3 separate regions of the Zea mays genome follow, and all the other regions are linked to region 2. A link is a contact called in public Hi-C data. All regions are on one chromosome and are shown on one strand. Each heading gives the region's core, a stretch centred on a gene start, on an enhancer-like site or on the middle of the called end of the contact. The rest is flanking DNA. Distances are from core to core; before and after follow the strand shown.

What was found. A called contact is a pair of places that touch in the nucleus more often than the background predicts.
Region 1: a contact with region 2 is called in a Hi-C map of tassel, with 2.1 times the contacts expected there. The contact joins two enhancer-like sites. A contact is called at or near these places in 2 of 25 Hi-C or Micro-C datasets (ear and tassel).
Region 3: a contact with region 2 is called in a Hi-C map of ear, with 2.1 times the contacts expected there. The contact joins two enhancer-like sites. A contact is called at or near these places in 2 of 25 Hi-C or Micro-C datasets (ear and tassel).

What each region holds. Positions count from the first base shown.
Region 1 is chr5:129,944,311-129,947,437 of Zm-B73-REFERENCE-NAM-5.0, reverse strand. No RefSeq gene overlaps it. Among protein-coding and RNA genes, the nearest start is that of LOC103629915, 51 kb to the left of the region's middle. Within about 2 kb of position 1,712, at least 11 of the 20 cell types and tissues checked have an H3K27ac peak or open chromatin away from gene starts, as enhancers often do. A contact at or near this core is called in tassel, where this site is marked.
Region 2 is chr5:129,735,549-129,738,556 of Zm-B73-REFERENCE-NAM-5.0, reverse strand. No RefSeq gene overlaps it. Among protein-coding and RNA genes, the nearest start is that of LOC111589321, 35 kb to the left of the region's middle. Within about 2 kb of position 1,461, at least 13 of the 20 cell types and tissues checked have an H3K27ac peak or open chromatin away from gene starts, as enhancers often do. A contact at or near this core is called in ear and tassel, where this site is marked.
Region 3 is chr5:129,606,184-129,609,103 of Zm-B73-REFERENCE-NAM-5.0, reverse strand. No RefSeq gene overlaps it. Among protein-coding and RNA genes, the nearest start is that of LOC103626879, 21 kb to the right of the region's middle. Within about 2 kb of position 1,578, at least 15 of the 20 cell types and tissues checked have an H3K27ac peak or open chromatin away from gene starts, as enhancers often do. A contact at or near this core is called in ear and tassel, where this site is marked.

The sequences.
Region 1 (3,127 bases), core at 463-2,962, 210 kb before region 2:
TAGTACTAAAATAAATAATGAGACTATCCTACCAATATTAATGAATGAGTTCATGATGCACCACCTTATCTTAAATAGAATGATTTTTTTTTCAAACTAAACACTCTTTAAATAGCTGAACCAAAACTTATGGAGGCATTTAGAACATCTTTTGGAGATCCTCCAGTGTGCACCCGTCCGATGGATCACAATCAGACCAGCATGCCGTGCCATGTCCGTGGAAGTGTGGGTACCATTCATATGAGGGCTCCCGTACTGTCAAGTCAACCAAAGCACGTACGCTGGCAAGGATCTTTTCGCTAGCACAATCCACTAATGATTTGGCAGCATTCTCAAGCTTTGTGTGGAATGTGGATGATGACTAAAAGTTAAGAGAGCGTTCAGAATATGGTCTTCAGGATAGAGGGTGGCATCAAATTCGTCTTGTCAGCTGGACGTTACTCCATTATTAGTTTGACTGAGACTACGAGGTTTTTTTTTGTGTGTGTAAGGGGGGTCCTAGCTTAGTTTTTGAGAGGTTTTTGGGGTCCTAGCTGCGAGAACGGCAGCCACATCGGCCAGCTCTGCTGAGAAATAAAAGGCCGGGGCCGCGGATGAATTAATGCAGCTCCGTTGCCTTGCCCCCAACTACATCAACTGGATAAGGTAAAGAAGTTGTTTATTATGCAATGTTATTAGCGTGGACTCAACGTAAGCATGCATGCAAGATAAAAAAAAACTGTGAGAAGCTAATTACTACTAAATTATGTTGGGTGACAAGTGCTTGCCCATTGACACTGCCTGCATGCTTCCCAACTATAAGTGCATGTCACGCATGTATGACAAAAAAGCGCACAGAACACACGTGTACGTGGAGCCCAACAAGATCACACCGGTAACTAAAATAACTTGGTGTGGAAGCGAATCGTGATATCGATCGATCTCACCGAAAGAACAAATACCTTGCTTAATCCGTTGTTTATTTTCGATGGCTAATGACCGGTAGAATCATGATTATACGTGGGACCGTGCCTTGTCAGACTGATGGCTACACCACCGTATCGTTGGATTCTTCTCCAAATCTCACATGGTCTTGCCCATTAAACAATTTCTGTTACTTTAAGTGTTAGCTAGTTGCTATCAACATCATGGTCTTTACTGCAGGATTTGCAAAAAAACCTCGTCGTTTCACTGAGGCCATGTTTGTTTTATTCTAAGATTATATAATCCACTTTATGGATTATATAAATACCTATGATTATTGTAATCTAGGCATCTAGATTACATAATACACAATAATCTGTGTTGTTTGTTTACCTCTCAACTTATTTAAACTAGATTATATTATTTAAATGGTAAACAAACAGGATCTAAGTTTCGTGTGTTGTTTGGGTAGCCAGCGAAAATTGGACAATCTTTTGTCGACCGAAGTATAGCCCACAGAAATAAAGCAATTTTCAGAACAACAGGACCGACTAAAATTCCTTTAGTGCTTGTTTGGCAACCTTATTTTACCAAATAATTTCCATTTTACCAAAAAAATTAGTTTATTTTCCCTTTAAAAAATTACCAAACTAGCCCTTACATGGGCCTAATTTTGCATAGTGTCGGAATTTGAGCACACATGGTCGATTGAAATTACATCCCTTTGACCACAGGTATGCCCTCACGCGTCAATGACGTCTACCACATGCCCGCACTGCACCCATCGCCTCGTACACCACCGTGACTTGTCACCACAGCCAACCCACTTAGTCCTTTCAGTTGCATTTGGATTAGAGGAAATTGAAGGAATTACATCTCTTTCTATATAATTTTAGATACGAAAAGATTTAATTCTTTTTAATCTCCCTCAATCCATCACTAGTAAACAAGCCCTCAACCATATGCACGGCCCTAGCACAACTCCCAAACCTTCTTAGACCCTCCAACATCTAGCTCAACCACCCTGCTCTATCGCCCATGCAGATCCAATCGTCCCACCCGATCGCGTGGCCATGCCAGTCTTGGAGCCTTGCTTGTGCAGTCCATCCACCCACGTTGGTGCCACCCCTACCGCCCGCCCGCCCTGCTCAGGAATGTGCTGTGCTTGAGTCTATGTCATAATGAATATAATTTTCATTAGTTGGCCATGTAATATATGTTTCTTAAGCTAATAAATATTATTTATTAAGTGATTAGTTTACTTATTAGTATATTAGTTTGGTAAACCTGTTTCCTTTGATGTATTGGATGATTAGTTTTTAAGTTAATTAGTTTGAATATTTCGATAATGTCAATACGTTTTTTATTTTTCAATACTAATAGATAGATTGAGAAAAACATGACAAATGGGCATATGGAAATCATGCAAAAGCATGGCAAAAAAGAGAAGAACTCCACAACATCTTAAGATCTTGTGAAGAGGAATCATTGAAGGTGGTAAAAAAAGTTATCCACATACTTTAAGGGTGTGCCCGAGCACTCTTTATCCACCCCTCACCCATATTTTATGACTAGTGAAATTGGCATGGCAAATTATGGCGGAACCGTCCGAATTATTCCAACTTAAGTGCCTAAGTCCCACCTTAAAGGCTAGACTACACTTAAATGGGAATAAAACGTCAGTCCCTCGGATCTAGTCCGACAAGGCCACTACCAGGATCAAGTACCACGTACTCACTCGATGGTGAGGCACAGAGCAAATACAATAAAAAATAAAACCATACATTAAGGAGTATTAAATTTATTACAACATCATCAGAGTTTAGCAAAAGCAGTGATCATTGTTCAGAATGCAGCGGAATAAACTAACAGAAAATAAACTGAGAGATGGGGAAGCCTGTCTCATCACTCCTCATGCTCCTCCTCTGCCAAGTCACTCCACCAACCATGTCCTCCAGAGAACCTGTAAAATTATGCCACAAGCAAGGCTGAGTATACTAATACTCAGCTAGACTTACCCGGTGTGAGGAGTCTACTCCTCTACCTCTAGACATGCAGCTGTTTGGCTGAGGGGTTGGGTTTGCCAAAAGCGCTAGATGAGTCTAAAATCAAGTTTTAGCTTTTCAAGTTTTAGTGTGACTCTCTTAAGACTAAATGTGTACCTATCTAATCATACATGGTATCAAGCATTTAGCAATCAACAACTTTTGCCAAGTCAACACAT
Region 2 (3,008 bases), core at 212-2,711:
TCACTACTTGGCATAATAGACGTGGAATATATGGCAATTCCATTATAACGTATTTTATTGCATAAGACTATATATGATAGAGGTATATACATATTACCATAGAGCTATATATGTGCCTCGCTACTTGGCATAATAGACGTGGAATATATGGCAATTCCATTATATCGTATTTTATTGCATAAGACTATATATGATAGAGGTATATACATATTACCATAGAGCTAAAGTGTGCCAACTAATAATCTTTTTAATTAATTAGCACTTGACTCTTCAGAGCCAAAGGCAGAAAAACAACCGATCTTTTTCCCCCCCAAAAAAAACGTTCCATGGAAATATTATTATGTTCAAAAATAAATTTCTTCCAAATGATCCGAAGCATATATGCATACAAGTACAGGGATGCAACCAATGTGTTAGAAAGTAATGCCTAATTACCAATGAGTTTAACATATACACCTTACACGTGCTAGTCGAAATAATAACAAATAACCCTGACCGGACAGGCAAGACCTAACTACATCTTTCGATGGAAAAAATATTATTCGCATTAGTCCCGACCATTCTACCGCCTGCGGCAATCTGCCATATATATGCACTTGAAGTACCGGCCTTACTGCCGTACTAGATTAATATAATAAATCCGTGAGCTGGAAATAACAGGACCTCATCGTCATCTATCAACAACAATACACCCAGCAGTCCGACCCAACACCACAACTGACTGCCGGATCATGCATGTGAGAGATACTTGATCGATCTGCCGGCCGGTCATTGCTTGGGTTGGGATCTTCCTTTCGGCACCCCGATCGACGCAATACGTGCGATATGGACTGTTGCCGGAAAAGCCATGCACGTATATTGTTCCCGCTCTCAAGCTCCACGCGCGCACATACGAAGGGATACTTCTCTTTTCCTTTCCTTTTAAATATAAAATAGTAAGAATTTTAATTAGACACGCCAGATTAATTGTTTGATAGCACGAATGCACCAACGTAGTTATTAATTGTTTGATTGCATGATTACACCAACATAGTTGATTTGACGAACATAGTTGTTTCGCAAGATTGCATCAACATAGTTGATTATCGCTGCAAATTATAAATTGAGATGAATATACAGACAGTCAAATCGGCCAAAAAAAACCAGAAAGAAGATATATTTTTCCTGTGCGTGTGGCCATCCGGCGGCCCAAGTTTGGACTTTGGAGTGGCATCCGTGGGCGGCGGCGCGGCGGCAAGCAACTGTTCACGCGACCGAGGCGCCATTGATTGATGGATGCAGGCACTAAGGAAAGCAAGAGAACCCTACCTACAGCACGACAGCGAACAAGGACCCTGCAAACACATGGCATGCATGGGCATGGCACGCATGGAATCTCGCACGGTATGATGCACAGAGCGAGCGATTTGTTGGTACGTCCATCAATCAGGCGGACGGACGACAGTGCGATCGACAGGTGGGCGGCTGGATGTGGTCGAAGGCCGCGCACCGGCAGACGAAGCGACGTGTGGAAGAGCCTGAGTTGAGTGCGTGCAGTGGAACCGACGGTTGAAAGGAGATACACGCAGAGATCGGAGTACCATGCATATATAGCAATAGCATCATCATGCGGTCCAAGATTGGCCTGTCATTTAGGTATGCAGGCGTGCGTACTTGCCATATTCCCGGTAGGCAAGGCTGCTTGAACAGCCACTGTAGTTTCGAGAAGCCAACCCCCCGCATCATGTGCCGTGTCGTTTATATCGCACCGCGTGGAAGCTGCGAAGAATCTCACTATCTCAGATGCCGCGTGATTGTTGGAACTGAATACGTACATTAAATTAATTCTATAAGCGATGCGTGTCTGGGCATTCACATAAAAATATCTGGGAATGGAAATTTAATGCAAGAAGAAAAGGATTTTTATGTGGACGATTGAGAGCAATATATGTATTTTTAGTCAAGGATAACATACTTAAAAAGAATCGGAAGGGTAAACCATCATCTTATTTATATATGGTCAAAATAAAGTTATGCTAAACCTCTTATTCAGTCCTAATATATTCTAGAGACGGAACTTATTTGCACTAGCGCAGATAAACTCTAGAGACGGTTCAGAACCTATTTATACTGATATTTTTTAAAACCGTCGGTGCTATAAAACAGTAAAAATAATTATTTTTACAGGTCAATAAATGAGAACCACTGGAAATCGATTTTTCCACATTTAATTAGGGGATGGCTCACCCAGGCAACGTTGTCCGCAAGCCGAGAGCCTAGAAATTTTTCGATCAAAATTCACACTCTACTTGGCTGTGAGAATCGAACCGATGACTTCAGCCTTGCACGTGACTTCGTTTATCAATTCATCCATCACTTACTTCATATATACTAGGTATGTGCCCGTGCGTTGCGACGGCGTATAAATTATTCGATAACTGTTAGTGCATAACGATCACATGAAAATGAACAATATACATATCATCAACCTCAATATCTCACAAATTCACACTAATAACATAAAATGTGTGCGCAACTCAAATAGGGATAATTTGTTTCCTAATATGCCGCCAATATTTACAACTGACAATAGCCACAGCTGAGCACTTGCACACGAGCTCGTACTTGCAACTTGCAAGTCTTGCGGAAACCCTATTGTGGTGACTATGAAATAATTTTTTTTTACAAAAGAAAGCACACCAACTTTAGTTGGTTGTTGTGCTATCGACTTAGTTGGCTATTGTGCTATCTGAAGCTAGGAGTATTGCAATTCAGACTGATTATCCAACCAAAATGAAGGACCTACTATTTTTTCACTAACCAATGCACTCATAACCTTAACCATGGGCAATAGTATTTAACAGAAACAATGATGCCTAAAAATATTAGAGCACAATATACCATACTTAGAATTGGACATGTACCATAATTATTGAGTATTTTCCTAGCATACTCTGCGCCTGCAAAATAAGCAATTGGCAGCTACATTAAAGTGTTTAATCTGATTAGAGAGAAACTTATTTAGAATC
Region 3 (2,920 bases), core at 329-2,828, 130 kb after region 2:
AATGGAGTGTGAGTGATCAACAATGCTCAAAGGATGCTTTGTCCTCTCCTCCATGCGCCTAGGGGTCCCTTTTATAGCCCCAAGGCAGCTAGGAGCCGTTGAGAGCAATCTGGGAAGGCAATTCTTGCCTTCTGTCGCCTGGCGCACCAGACAGTCCGGTGCACCACCGGACACTGTCCGGTGCGGATTTCCTTCCTTATTTGGCGAAGCCGACTGTTGGCAGCCTTGGAGCCGTTGGCGCACCAGACACTGTCCGGTGCTCCCTTCTAGTCGTTGGCTCGGCCACGCGTCGCGCCCGGATTAAGCGGCCGACCGTTGGCTCACCGGACACTGTCCGGTGCACACCGGACAGTCCGGTGAATTATAGTCGTACGCCGTTAATTCCTTCCCGAGAGCAGCAAGTTCGCCTGAGCTAGCCTGGCGCACCGGACACTGTCCGGTGCACCACCGGACAGTCCAGTGCACCCAGACAGAGCTGACTCTGGGTGAACAAAGCCATCTTTTCTTCAATTCGATTTCTCCTGTTTCCAGCACTTAGACACAATACATTAGTCTCTAAAACAATGTACTAAGTCTGAGAAACATACCTTTATACTTGATTTGTACTTTGTCTACCATTTGACACTTAGGCACTTGTGTTGGACACTGAATCACCAAAACACTTGGAAATGGCCCAAGGGCACATTTCCCTTTCAGCATGAAGGGAGGCCCTTGTCCCTCCATTTATAGGCAAGGTGGGGGGTTAGTGGGAGGAGGTGAGGATTAGTGGGAGGTAAGCATGTATTAGCCATGTATAAGTGAAATTAGCTTGTAGAGCTCACTGTATGACACCGGAGGCGTATGTATACGTATGAGCATGAGGAAAATTATTAATAAAATATTTGTAGGGACTTTAAAAGTGATTCTGAAGGTATTTCTCATGAGGAAATATTTGGAGAAATATCGGTGGAATATTTGGGCAGTATTTCTGGAAAGAATTTGAGTGGGATCACTGGGGAAATATTTGTAGGATACTTTGAGGAGGATTTTGGAGAGAATATAGACCACTATATTTTATTTGTTAGATCAACTCACAAACAAACATTTTGAAATGAAATTTAAATTTTATTTTTAAGTTAGAGCGAGTTTGAGAAAATTTCAAGATTTGAATTCAGGGCGCTACACAAAAAGTAGAAGAAAGGAAGAAAAACCAAAAGGGCGCCCTCAGTTAATGTAATGCCTAAATTTTGACTTAATAAAGGGAGAAAAGTTAAATATGTGAATCTCCTTAAGTACTTAGCATGCATGCATACATTATCATTAAGTTAAGTAATTAATGAATGAAAAATACATAATTTTGCATCCCATGTTGATATTCTTGTACTGCTGCATTTGTATTTGAATCTGTAATGCTAGGTTGAATTTGAAAGCTGGAAATAGGAATAAAACACAAAAAGGAAAAGAAAGGAACAAAACAAAACAAAAAAGAAAAAGTGTCGCCTAGGCCAAAACTAACCGAACTGGCCTAGCTAGCCTTCCGGTTAAGCCCGCGCAAGCGCACGACATCTTGGCGCCGACATGTGGGGCACACCAGGCAGCCACAGCGTGTGCCGCAGCGCACCCATCTAATGCCACCATTTGGGCCCAAAGGGTCGTCCTATGCATGCTTCTTGCCCACCTGGGTTCCGCTGAAGCATGGGCCGTCTAGATAGCGCTCTTGTAGATCTTCTCAAAGTCAGGTTTGCCGGAGTGGTTGTACCGTCACCGTGATCCTCGCTAGCTCCAACTAGTCATGCGACCACCTCTTTGCGTCAATAAAAGGAGGTCTCCTCTACAATGCATGAGTGCACCAACTTCGCTATGGCTTGCGGCCATCACAAACCAAGAACCCATTGTCATGAGATAGAAAGAGAGAGAGAGGGCGATCACCGACATCATCCCGCGTGTAACGCCCTGAATTTGGGGTATAAATTTTCATCTCTACTATTTAATAAATTCGGGCGTCCATATCGCCCTTCCTCCCTTTTTCAAAGAAATATAGAGAATGGTGTCCATATCGCGTGTAACCAAAACCTAAGTTGATATGGTTCTTGCATCATGCCGAAGCATATTTATTTTGTCTTATGTTGTGCCTAATCGCGCGTTCATCCAATTTTGGTTTTTGATTCATGATTTAATCTCGATTAGAAGCAGGCGAGAGCGATTAGTCTGCCCGGCCCGTGGCGCGGCCACCCTGGCCCCTGCGTGCACGCTCAGGCCCCCTCCCCTAGGCGCGCCCCACCCCTCACCCTCATTCTCTCTTTCCCGTACAACAACTTCCCTCTCCCTCTCTTCCACTTCTCTCCACCTCTCCTCTTGCCCTAGGTTGGATCCCGTTGAGCGGTTGCTGCTATTCGTCGAGCCCTGAGGTGAGCTTCCCCTCTCCTCACTTCTATCCCTCTTCTCCCCCCTCTCCCTTCGTGCAGCCCCTCCCCGGCGAGCGACCGGCCCTGCCCGGCGTGACCATGGCGCGGCTCGATGCGGAAAATAAGCTAGGATAATGAGCTTGTTAAACATATGTATTCTCATTTGAATCTAATCATCAATGAGCTCAATTCTATTGGCATTAATAAGCTAGGTGATGCGGACATTGTGAGGAAGATTATCTCTTTACTACCACAACAAAAATATGGGAGCATCATCACCATTCTTCACAACATTGAGGACTTGAGTCAAATGACCTCGACCATTGTGATTGGGAAAATTGCGGCATTTGAGATGTCGCGGAAAATGAGTCGACAAAAGGAGCCAACTTCTTCAAGACCATATGATTTTGCATGTGATGAAAGAAAAGGCAAAAAGAAGGCTCCCATTCCAAGTTCCTCAAGTGAAGAAGAGGAAGAAGAAGAAAATGATAATGATGAAGATAATCAACCATCAATATCATCCTCCAAGGACGAAG